3 separate regions of the Rattus norvegicus genome follow, and all the other regions are linked to region 1. A link is a contact called in public Hi-C data. All regions are on one chromosome and are shown on one strand. Each heading gives the region's core, a stretch centred on a gene start, on an enhancer-like site or on the middle of the called end of the contact. The rest is flanking DNA. Distances are from core to core; before and after follow the strand shown. Region 1 holds the start of Adamts15 (ADAM metallopeptidase with thrombospondin type 1 motif, 15). Region 2 has its middle 100 kb from the start of Snx19. Region 3 has its middle 220 kb from the start of Snx19.

Region 1 (3,641 bases), core at 711-3,210:
GCCTTCCGAGACTGCGCGCTAGGAATCCTATGGACAAGGCCCAACAGAAAAGGATGTAGGGAAAAGCGGCGGTGGAGCGTATACTCAAGTCTGGCCTTTCACAGCAACTCACAAACTATTGCCATGATCCCCTCCATCTCAATCCAGGATTCCCAGTCCCAAGATAGAGAAAGAACGACATGTTGCCCACTAGAAATGTAGCGGGCACTGACCTTGAATCTCCTTCCAGTACTCCATCCAGCAAACGTTAGCCTGCTAGGAGACGTCAGAGAAAACTTAGCCACCCACAGAGGAGAGGGGAACGAGTTCCCATTCCCACCATCTACAACATCATCCTCATAGCGCCTCCTATCGGCCTCTAAGACAAACTGCAGCTCAGGGGCGGCAACTTCCCAGGTTCCAGCCCCTCAGTGCCTGGTCCAGAAGGCGCTGATTGGCCCCATCAGGACAACACCTTCGGAAAAAAGCAGGATCTCCTCCAACCTCCCAGAAACACATGAGGTGGAAGCTCTGCTGAGCCTAGGAGAGGACTCTATTTAGAACTTCCATTGCTAGGATTCGAAAGAAACCAGTTTAAAGGGGACATTGGGTGTCTCCAAAGGGGACAAGGATCTTTGGAGTTCTAAACTCAATGACCCTAAGAAAAATAGGGTTGAACCCAAAGAGGTGACAGATCAACTCACCTGTCTGGTGAAGAGGATGGCTGTGTCCCAGTACTCGGGGTGCTTGTCGCTCACTTTGTTCAACTTTTTCTGCCAGGCACAGAAGTTGCGCAGAGTCAGGGCCGCGTTGCCTGTGACCTTGGGCCCAGTGTCACGATCTCCTAAGAGTAACACCTTGACCACAACGATGTTGATAGGGTTGAGGATGCTGGGGTGGCGGTAGAGTCGCGCCGCCGTGGCCAGCAGCGTCAGCAGATAATGTTCCAAATCCGCGCCGTGAAACTTGACCATTGACTCGTCCGCCACCACCAGTGTCTCCACGTACCGTGGTATAGACACGAAGCGCTTGGCGCGCCCAGACCTGCGCCGGTTGTGGCTTTCGCCCACGCCCGTCCGCCGTGGTTTATAAGGGTCCAAGGCCCTCAGGATGGCGGGGTTCCAGCCCGAGGCCACCCCGCAGCGAGAGGTAGGGTCTCCGGAAGGCCCTACGGGAGCACCCCGGCGCTGGAGAAGGTGTGCGCCCTGGCTATGACGCTGCGCCTCAGGCGCGCTGGTGTTGGGCAGAGGGCTAATGACATACTCCGCACCTTGGTAGCCAAAGGCTCCGCGGAGACCCCCGCATAGGCTTACAGCAGCAAAGGAGTCTGGCTCCGCGTTCACATACCCGGAATAGAAGCAGCGTCGCAGGTCTAGAGAGCTGCCAGTGAGCCTCTGCAGGGGGACACCTAGATACTCAGTAGCAAAGGCGGGAGCCAGGAACTGGGCATCTGGCGTCAGGTGTAGATAAAAGTCCTGCTGAAAAGCTGTGATCTGAAAAATGAGACCCTGATCCCCGGAGTCCTCCGTACCCCTCCTGTAGTAGTGGCGGCCATTGATGTCCGGGTCCCGTCGGATTGGAACGACCACCTCCCACTCTGGCTCGGAGCTGCTAGCAGGTCGCCAGGCAAGAGCCAGGATTGAGATGCCCAGTAGAAGCATGGCGCCGGGCCGCGCACAGACGCGCTCTGGGATGAAACTTAGCCCGGCTCCCACGGCAAGCACTGTCCCCTTGTAGCCCACACACCAACGCCCGGGACAATGGGCAGTTCCCAGAAAGGACAGCCAACCAAGTCCGGGAGACTCCTCCCAGAACAGCGAGCGTGCACAGGGCAGCCCGCGCCTCCTACCTGTTCCTCCCTAAGCAAAACGCGCTCTGGGAGCTCTAGTAGGATCGCTGTCAAGTGCACAGGCGAAAATTTGCGGTGGAGAAGTGACGCGAGGTGGCGGGCTGCTCTGCGAACCGTAGCCGTTCGCGGTGCAGCAAACTAGGCGCTGGGCGAGCCTATTAAAGGCCCCCTCCTCTTTGGACTGCCCAGTCAGCGCCCCTCCCCTAACTCCTCTCCCAGCCTCCCAGAGCTCGCAGCCTGGAGCCTCCAGGGGCCACTGGAGAACTCGGTCCCGCCTCCTGAGCAAGAGCCACTTGGAGGGGAGGGAGTGGCGTTATGCTGAGGCAGGAGGCGTGGGCTGACCTAAGAAACGAACGCTGGAACCTACTCGCGGTTTTTTGCGCTAGGTACCCCAGTGAAGAGATGCATCAGTTACTACTGCCTTGTGGACATCTGTGAACTCCCTGAGTCTTAGCCTTCCCAAGGCAGCTGGCTCCGGGAGCACAGCACTGACCTCCTTTTCCAGACCCACCTCTTTCCTCCCATTGCAAAAGCTCCCACCCTGCTTCTTAACCATCAAGTCTCCAAACGGACCTCAAACTGAGGAGGGCCCTTTAAACGTCCTAGTGTTGGGAGAACAACCTTCAAGAAATACAGCCAGTCCTTCTTGAACCCAGAGCCACCCGGGCCCACAGGGGCTGCCCTGTGGGGTCAGCACTGTGCTAGATGGGCTCAGACCAGACTCCCGGGTTTTCAGGATCTCTGCCAGGCAGATGTTAAATGCAACCATCATTTAAAACTAAATGATATAAGCTTATAACTAAATAAATTGCATTTTAAAACAAAGATGATAAACTCTCAAAACTCCATCACTTCCTAACTATCTGATTGTTGTCTCTGGTCCTGAGCCACTGAGGCCTTCAACCCCCCGCCCCCCAACACACACAGCCCAGAGCTTCCAGAAAAGAGCAGAAGAAGGTGGGAATTCTTTTTTTTTTTTTTTTTTTTTTTTGGTTCTTTTTTTCGGAGCTGGGGACCGAACCCAGGGCCTTGCGCTTCCTAGGCAAGTGCTCTACCACTGAGCTAAATCCCCAGCCCCGAAGGTGGGAATTCAAATGGACTTCCACTTAGTGTCTCCATCTCCCCATACAGCCACATAGCAATTGGCTTTCAAACTAGGTCCTGGTGGAGGTACAGCTAGTGCTAGCTAGCAGGGCTTGAAGAGAGGTGGCAAGCCCTTAATACACACATTTATTAGTATCCTAGTGCCTGAAGGGAACAGACAAGCAAATGCTGGCTGTCTTCTAGCGGGGCGAGCCAACAGACTGGTGGGCAATAGAAAGTAGACCTTGCGTCCTCTGTATGTATTTTGATCCTCACCCAAGTGTAGGGCAAGGCACTGGAATAGAAGACTGAGTGTGGATCAGCCGGAGAAAGCACAATCACCACAATCACGTTGTAACATTCCGATCCAGCTTGGAGAGAAGGCTGGGTACCTGTACGTAGCACCAGACCTCGAGATTCCAATATCTTTGCAGAATCTGGAACTGGAGATATAGCTCAGTGGTTAAGGGCCTTTGCTTGTCCTTGCAGAGAACCCAGGTTCAGTTCCCAGCACCCACCACAGTGGCTCACAGCCATCCATAACTCCAGCACATGGGGATCTGATGCATTCTAACCTCTTTAGGCACAGACACGCCCTGTCACACACGCAGACAAAGCAATTGTGTACATAAAATAAAATAAATAAATCTGTGCAGAATCTCCCCCCAACCAAAAAGAAACCCAATAGAGTAAGGAGGCTTTCCTGCCTAGTCTTTCTTGACAACTAGAA
Region 2 (3,641 bases), core at 740-3,239, 400 kb before region 1:
ATGGGAGGCCTATGGAATGCACAAGGGGGGATACAGGAAGCTAGCCAGCTGGGGGATACACACTCTCCATGTGAGCCTCAGCTACAGAATCGCTATGCTAGAACTGGAAAAGAAGGGCTTGGGAGAGCCTGGAACCCCCAGCTAAGGGGTGCTGACAGTGGACATGTTGGAGGTCAGGCAAGAGTTTGTTGCCCTGGGTATCAAGGACATGGTGTGAAGTCAGAACTGGTATGGGGTAAAGGACAGAAACACTATCTGGAATGAAAAGAAACCAAAGGAGTGACCATCAGTCATTCCTTCACCTGGTTGCCATCTGGAGTACAGAGCCCCGGGCCCTCTGGTTCAGGTCATCGTTCATCCACACCTGCCTGCAAGGCTCCCGTGCTCACGGAGACAGGATGGAGTATTGAACACCTAGGACTGCCCCACAGTGTGGGCTGCTCAGAGCAGATGAGGTGGGCCTCAGTTTCCCCTGTGCTAAGAGCATTCCTGCACAGATAAACAGGAGGACTTCCAGAAAGCTCACTGGTAAGTGGTGTTGCACGTGTGTCTGGAATGGGATTGAATGCAGCCTGACCTCCCAGAGGGAGATGTTTTGGGGGGTCCCATTGAGCCAGTGCTTTAGAGCTGCAATGCTGTTGCTCTGTCCTCAGGCAGAGCACATCTGGAAAGGCTATTGGACAGACACAGAAAGGTGACTAGGAGCAGGCTGAGGGACAATGGCCTGAAGGTGCAGAAGTGAGGTCAGGGTTTGCCGGTGGGTTTCTTGCCCAGCTTAATTGTTTTCATTCTCAAAGTGATTCCTAACAGCTGGCCCGATGATCGTCATGTGCAGATTCCACAGGCAGCTGAGAGAAGCCAAAGGGCTGGGCAGAAGATCTGGGAGTCCAGCACCTGCCTTGCTGAGCCGGGTTCAATGCAGATGAGCTGAAGGAGGCAAATGGGTCCATCTGTCCTGCCTTGTGTGGGTGGATGCTTTAAATCCAAGCTGAGTTCGGGCTTTTATGCCATGAACTCCCTCCTCACCCCTGGCTTGTGCCCAGGGTGGCCACTTTGAGGCCTTTCCCTGGACACCTGAGTTGTGACCTAGCCTCTGAGTTCCTGTTGTCTATGGCTAGCTCTCTCAGGTGGCCAGGGCAGAGGGCCAGAGGTCAAAGGTTAAGAACAAATTTCAGAGAAGATAAACGGGCAGCACTTTAGTATTTGTCTTTGTGCAGCTGGCCTGACCCTGGCAAATCATAGGATGCATGCTGCTCTTTGGTCACGAGAGGATCTGGTCACAGCGTGGGACTGAACGGTGTAACCCGCACTGCCCTGGAAGGACCATCAGATGCAAAGAGCTGCAGGTTTAGGCCCTGGAGCAGTTAGCCTGTGTGAGGAACAACGCTGCAGTATGTATCTGTGCTCGATGCCTCGGGGCTGACACAGTTTTCAAGGCAGGGGCAGCCCTGATTGTCAACTTGACAGGGTCTAGAATTAAGCACTTAGAAGACAAACCCCTGCACATACCAAGCTCAGGACTTATGTCCTTTCCAACACAATCCCATCTCAGCTGTCATCATTCACTGGACAAACCCACCATGTGCCTGACAGTAAGTGTGCTAGATACTAACACACGCTCATCTTCTCATTTAACCCTGGGGAGACTTTACATGGAGATACTGTTAATAGTCCTAGTTGGTAAAAGACCACTCAGAAGCACAAAGAGAGTAGTTGCTTTGCCTGAGTTGCAAGGCTATATCATAGAGCAGAGGCTGAACTCAGTCCTTTGATCATGACGCTGGTCCATGTGTGGACTGTGTGCAAGGTACTATGCTGGAGTTCCTTCCTCCTCTGACCACTATCCTGAAACAACAGGATGAAGCAGCGTCTTGCCAAGCTTCATGACAAAGATCCTGTGTTAGGGCCAAAGGCCGCAGCTGAGTTGAGCCAACTGCCTGGGCTCTGGGTTTCAGCCAAATGTGGACCAGGTCAAACAGAACAGCAACAGGACATACTGCACCACTGGAATACTCAGCCCAGCCCTGCTGGCTGGGTCACTCCTGGCCTTCGCTGCCCACTTGTAAGTAGGTCATTTGGCACTTTAGAAATGTCCTGAGTAACCTTAACATGAAGTTTGTGGGGTGATGCTTGAGGTTTACTCTAGAACCTGATCACTCAAGGGTCTCAAAGGCTTTGACCTTTGAGAGTGTCATAAATGTCAAGTAGGGGTGCATCAAAAGCATGAATACCAAGGCTCCAAGTTATAGCAAGCAAGGTGGCTAAGAGCTTTGGTGTCAGGATGATGGAGACAAACAAAAGGGGCCCAGCAGGGTAGAGTTCTCTTTGGAGCATGTTTTGAGCCTGCCAGCAAGGGCTATTAGACACCATCACAGAATGCTGGTCAACAGCTGGATTTCTTTCCTAGGGGACCCATTAACCCATTACATTTTGGAGACAGGATTTGGAGAGGAATCATACTGTTCCCTTTCAGCTGCTGAATTCCCGAGAGTGTTGGAAAAAGACCCATGTCTCAGAGCGTCTCTCCTTGGCTATGGTAGGTGCCCAAATGATCAAAGATGGATATGTGAGGGTATGGGGCCCTTCTCCCTGGGTTAGATCTCACCAACAGCCTGTAATAACAACAATGATCTAACAAAGATAAACCAAGGCTTGGAGAAAGGCAATGGTGTTAGTCATTTGGGATATGATACTCAAAAGGACATGGCCCTTTTGAAGTTGAACTTGGCTATGTAAACCTGTCAGAGGGAAGCCGGCCATGAGTGGTAAGGGTGTACTGGTATGAACCCTAAGGTCACCCAGATCTACAACCACTTCAACATTATGATTGCGAAGCAGAGAGCAATCTCAGCTTCTCCACTCCATACACCTCCCTTGCAGCATCCCATCCCTGCTAACCCCAGCAATGGCTTAAATCAGAAGTGGGGCTGAGAGGACGTTCCAAGGACCAGTGATAACATGGTCCAGGAGGTGGCAGCCGTGCATAGCTGTAGTGTTCAAGGAGTTGCTGGCCGAAGGTGGCCTTTCTTGATTCCCACACCTCCACTTTCCCAGGCCAGTCAAGGATCAAATCCATGGGTTACGGCTTACCCAATACAGGTATCATACCCACAGAGGGACTCAGGCTGTGGTCTGCAGTGGTGTCACCAGTAATCTGAGCTGTCTTCCAGAACAGCAGGAAGCAGGCTGGATCTCCAGTGCGTCAGGTACACAGTTGTCAGGACTGTCACCTCAAAGGGCAGCCCATGTGACCTGAGTAATTTCAGCTTCCCCTCGGGTCCACATGCCTTTCCCAGGCACAGAATCGTGGCATGGCAATTAAATGACTGCAATGCACCCCCAGCAGTTTAATTGGTTCCTCTGTCAACTGAGAAAGGGAAACAAGAATTAATCACAACCTCGGGAAGATGAACAATGAAGGGGGAATAGGGACTCGTAAGGTTATTCTGGGGTCTTAGAAATACAAGCATCTAAGGGGCTGAGCCTTGTTGGTGAGGACCTCGAGTATAGAAAACTGGAGGGACTGGGTACTCTGAATGGGTTTTACAGAGGTAGCCCAGAAGGGAAGGGTCTTGGAAGCTCTCTCCCCCCCCATTCTACAAAAAGGTATCTGGACGTGCTTCCACAATATAAATAGGTGG
Region 3 (3,641 bases), core at 407-2,906, 280 kb before region 1:
ATGTACTAAATATATGACACATATACTAGACATACCCACTCTTAAAAAAGTTAAAAATAAACTTAAATAAAAATCAGGAATGTAAGGAAAAGGACTCAGGAACAATGGCCAATAAGTAATGGGTAAGAGGGAATTTAGAGAGAGTTGGGGGGCCACAGTTATAGGAATACACTTTATACATGTAGGAAATTGTCAAAGAACTAATGCATTGACAAGATAGGTAGATAGGTAGATAGGTATGTAGATAGATAGATAGATAGATAGATAGATAGATAGGTGATAGATAGATAGATAGATAGATAGATAGATAGGTGATAGATAGATAGATAGATAGATAGGTGATAGATAGATAGATAGATAGATAGGTGATAGATAGATAGATAGATAGATAGATAGATAGATAGATAGATAGATAGATAAGCAGAGGCTCAAAGTTACCATGATTCTGATGGGCCCCTTAAGTAGCTGGCTCTCAGACTCATGTCCACAGAAGCTCAAAAAGCCCACACATGCCTCTCTCTCTCTCTTTCTCTCTTTCTCTCTTTCTCTCTCTCTCTCTCTCTCTCTCTCTCTCTCTCTCTCTCTCTTTCTCTCTCCTGTATCATCCTCATCCAATGTCTTAATTCCCTACTTGGTAGGGCCTTATCTCCTTTACTTGTGCTCTAGCTGGGCACAGCATACAGTTATCTGGGCCCTGTCAACCCAACTTACAAGGAAAAACAGGACCCTCCCCTAAAGCCTTTCCCTTATGTTATGCATTAGCACAAAGCCTGTCCCATGGCACACCCTTAGAAATCTGAGAAAAATCACAGCAGCCACAGCAAGCTTCCCAGACACCCTTATGGTATAGACATAAAAGTGATGCTTGCAAGTGTATCCATCACATAGGCAGAAAATGGTAGGTGTGGGCTCATTGCTTCTAACCACCTTTTGCCTGCAGATGAGGACAGGGCTCTCTGCAGGATGAAAGCCCCAGAGCAGAGACCCTCTGCAAACACTGGGGCATACACGTGAGCCAAGGGCCGTACTCGTTGCCCTGCTCTGGCTACGGCTGAACTATCAGACAGAAGGAATTCCAGACTTCCGCACTGTTGCTCTTAGGCCCTGCGGCTCTCACACTTGTTATTTTCTTGTCTCTTCATCTTCAGTCTTGCCCCACTCAGAATATATCTCCTTTGTTGCTTTGACTCTTCTCCATTGCCAAAGCACAGTAACGATACCACTATTTCTACCCTCTTACCCGGAAGCTCTTCCCAAGACCCTACACTGCGCATGAGTCCCTCAGAAAATGGGACAAACTCCTGTGCTTCTGCTACCTCTCAGTACCAGTAGGGGAAACACCGTGATGTGGTCACATCAGTACATGCATATGATTGCCACCTAGCATCCCTTCCCATCTGTCTTGCCTTACACGGTAACTCTGCCTGCCCCAAAGACAGCCACATTCCTTAAGCACATAGGTCATCCCTGCGTCCCTCCCCCAGTCCTCACCTGCTTCTTGGAGACCATAATCAGTCAAGGAAAAATTAAGTCAAAGTTCCCAGCGCCGTCTCCTCCCTAAAGCCCCTCATCGCACACACGTGCAGTTAGAAAGCCCATTCTGGCTCTGACCCATCACAGGCCTTTCCATTCCAGGGAAACTGTGATGTTGCCATGGAAACAACCAGTGAGGTGTTTCTCTGGCTGAGTCCCAGGCTGAGGACCCACAGCCCACACTGTGAAGTATTCACCACTGGCATGCAGGGACCCCCCTAGATATCACTCACCAACCCAGCGCAACCCCACCCTCTGCCTCAGTGGGGCTGTTAGCCACAGTGAGTGTGTGTGTTTGTGTATACATACATATATGTGTGTTTGTGTGTGAGAGACAGGTTTGGTTTTTTTTTTTTTTCTCTTTAGTCCAACCCCTCCAAGCACACAAAAGACACATTCTTGAAAAAAGGAAAAAAAATGTATTTTTTCCCCTGCATTCCAGCTGCCTGAGCTAAGCGGAGGAATGAATGGTTTGGGGAAAATCTCACACAGGAATAAATTTACAAGGGACAGCTGAGTGGATACATTTGGTCCCCCGAGAGGGGCATTATGAGGCCTTTGGCAGGAGTCTGGCCCCTTATGCAGAGCAGTCTAAAAAGAAGAGCGGAGGGAGAGAGGGGAGCTTTCAAAAGCACCCCAAAATACAACCCTTGGAGTTTTCTCTGGTTGCTTGCATGTAAAGACAAGAGGAGGCCCGTTAACAAAAGCAAGTAAATCTTTTCTAGGTGGCTGCTCACACCCACCCCAGGTTTGCCTAGAAGCAACTCAGGTTGGGGGTGCTACTCAGCTGCTAAGGAGAACACTTCTGGTTCACCTTTGTTTTGTAATGTCACCTAACACCTACCTCCTCCAGGACAAGAGTAGTATTTAACCCAGTGAGGATTTGGCAAACAGCTAAAGCTGGCTTCCTCAGTGTCTCCTTCAGATGAACAGTAAAGTCAACAAGATAGAGCCAACAGCTTGATGTTGGGCATAGACCCAGCCAAGTCCACACCGCTGGACTTGGGGACACAGTGCAAAAAGAGGAGACAGCTCTGCCCAGAAAGCTGCTACTAGTGCTGGGGGATTCTTGCTCAGGACATGCGGTATCGTTTTCTTCGGTTCCCATAGTTGTTCTCTGCCATGATTGAGAGCTTGGTTTGGCCAGAATACTTTGGGCCACTACCGCACCCTCAGAGTGTTCAACTCCCGTTTCTCTCTCCTGCCTCACCATCGCACTCAGCTCAGAGGCGCCAATCGCTAGAATTAGGAGACTCCTTTGCTTATTCAGAGTTCTGAAACTCATTTAACCCACAACCTCTCTACTTCTCTAGAAACTAAATTGTAGGACTTCTGCAACTGGTAAAGGGCCTTTTGGAACTCATGACAGCTTTTCCCAGGCTCTTTCAACCTCAGGAGAGCCTGAGACTTGAAGTCCAGCCAGGCAGGCTCCTCTGGGAGGCTGGAGCTGACATTTGTGGGCCACCAAACACATCCACATCTCGGCCTGTGTGCTATGCTGAGTCAGTGACATTGACCCTTTGCCGCCAGTGTTCACACCTCTGACGTCGTCTCTGACCACTGAGTAGCAAGGCTTTCCAATCCCATCCTGTGTGGAGGTAGAGAGAGACAAGTGAGGTCACTTCCTGCTGCCAAGAGGCTCCCGTTCTGTTAATCAGATAGAGTTACTAATTACTGAGTGCTCACTGCATTCCACTCTTTACAGTGTTTTACTAAGTAATTCCCTGTGCTGGGAACTTTGTTTGCATTTCATATGGAAATTGAACACAAGGGAAGAACCAAATGATTTGCCAGAAGGAAAATACTGGATCCATTAATATGCCGGCTATGCTTCAGGGGCACTAGCCTCTCAGAGCCTCAGTTTCCTCGTTTTAAAAACAAATAACATGTACCCTTCAAATTTCCAGAAGACCCAGTGAAAGGGGGTTTGTGAAGTTCTCGAAAACCCAGCATAATCTGCTAATCATGTGCTATGAGACCTTCCTATCTGAAGGGGGTGGCAGGGAGCCTCTGTCTCTGTCTGTAGCCCAGCATTATCAGCAAGCCTTAAGAATAGCCTCCCACTCTCCCACACTACTCAAAAACAGATTTGTAAGAAGGTAAGTGAC

Evidence for each region. Hi-C and Micro-C count contacts between places; a contact is called where the count stands out from the background.
Region 2: a Hi-C map of kidney shows a contact between it and region 1, with 2.4 times the contacts expected there. The contact joins the enhancer-like site here to the promoter of Adamts15 in region 1. A contact is called at or near these places in 4 of 12 Hi-C or Micro-C datasets (the A7r5 cell line, Schwann cells, hepatocytes and 1 more).
Region 3: a Hi-C map of Schwann cells shows a contact between it and region 1, with 7 times the contacts expected there. The contact joins the enhancer-like site here to the promoter of Adamts15 in region 1. A contact is called at or near these places in 4 of 12 Hi-C or Micro-C datasets (the A7r5 cell line, Schwann cells, mammary epithelial cells and 1 more).

The regions. Positions count from the first base shown.
Region 1 is chr8:37,587,486-37,591,126 of GRCr8, forward strand. It overlaps Adamts15 (ADAM metallopeptidase with thrombospondin type 1 motif, 15), which reads right to left and starts at 1,961. Exons shown (of 8, transcript NM_001106810.1): 1 at 684-1,961. The coding sequence starts at 1,640.
Region 2 is chr8:37,188,457-37,192,097 of GRCr8, forward strand. No RefSeq gene overlaps it. Among named protein-coding and RNA genes, the nearest start is that of Snx19, 100 kb to the left of the region's middle. Within about 2 kb of position 1,990, at least 4 of the 93 cell types and tissues checked have an H3K27ac peak or open chromatin away from gene starts, as enhancers often do. A contact at or near this core is called in kidney, where this site is marked.
Region 3 is chr8:37,308,970-37,312,610 of GRCr8, forward strand. No RefSeq gene overlaps it. Among named protein-coding and RNA genes, the nearest start is that of Snx19, 220 kb to the left of the region's middle. Within about 2 kb of position 1,657, at least 10 of the 93 cell types and tissues checked have an H3K27ac peak or open chromatin away from gene starts, as enhancers often do. A contact at or near this core is called in Schwann cells, where this site is marked.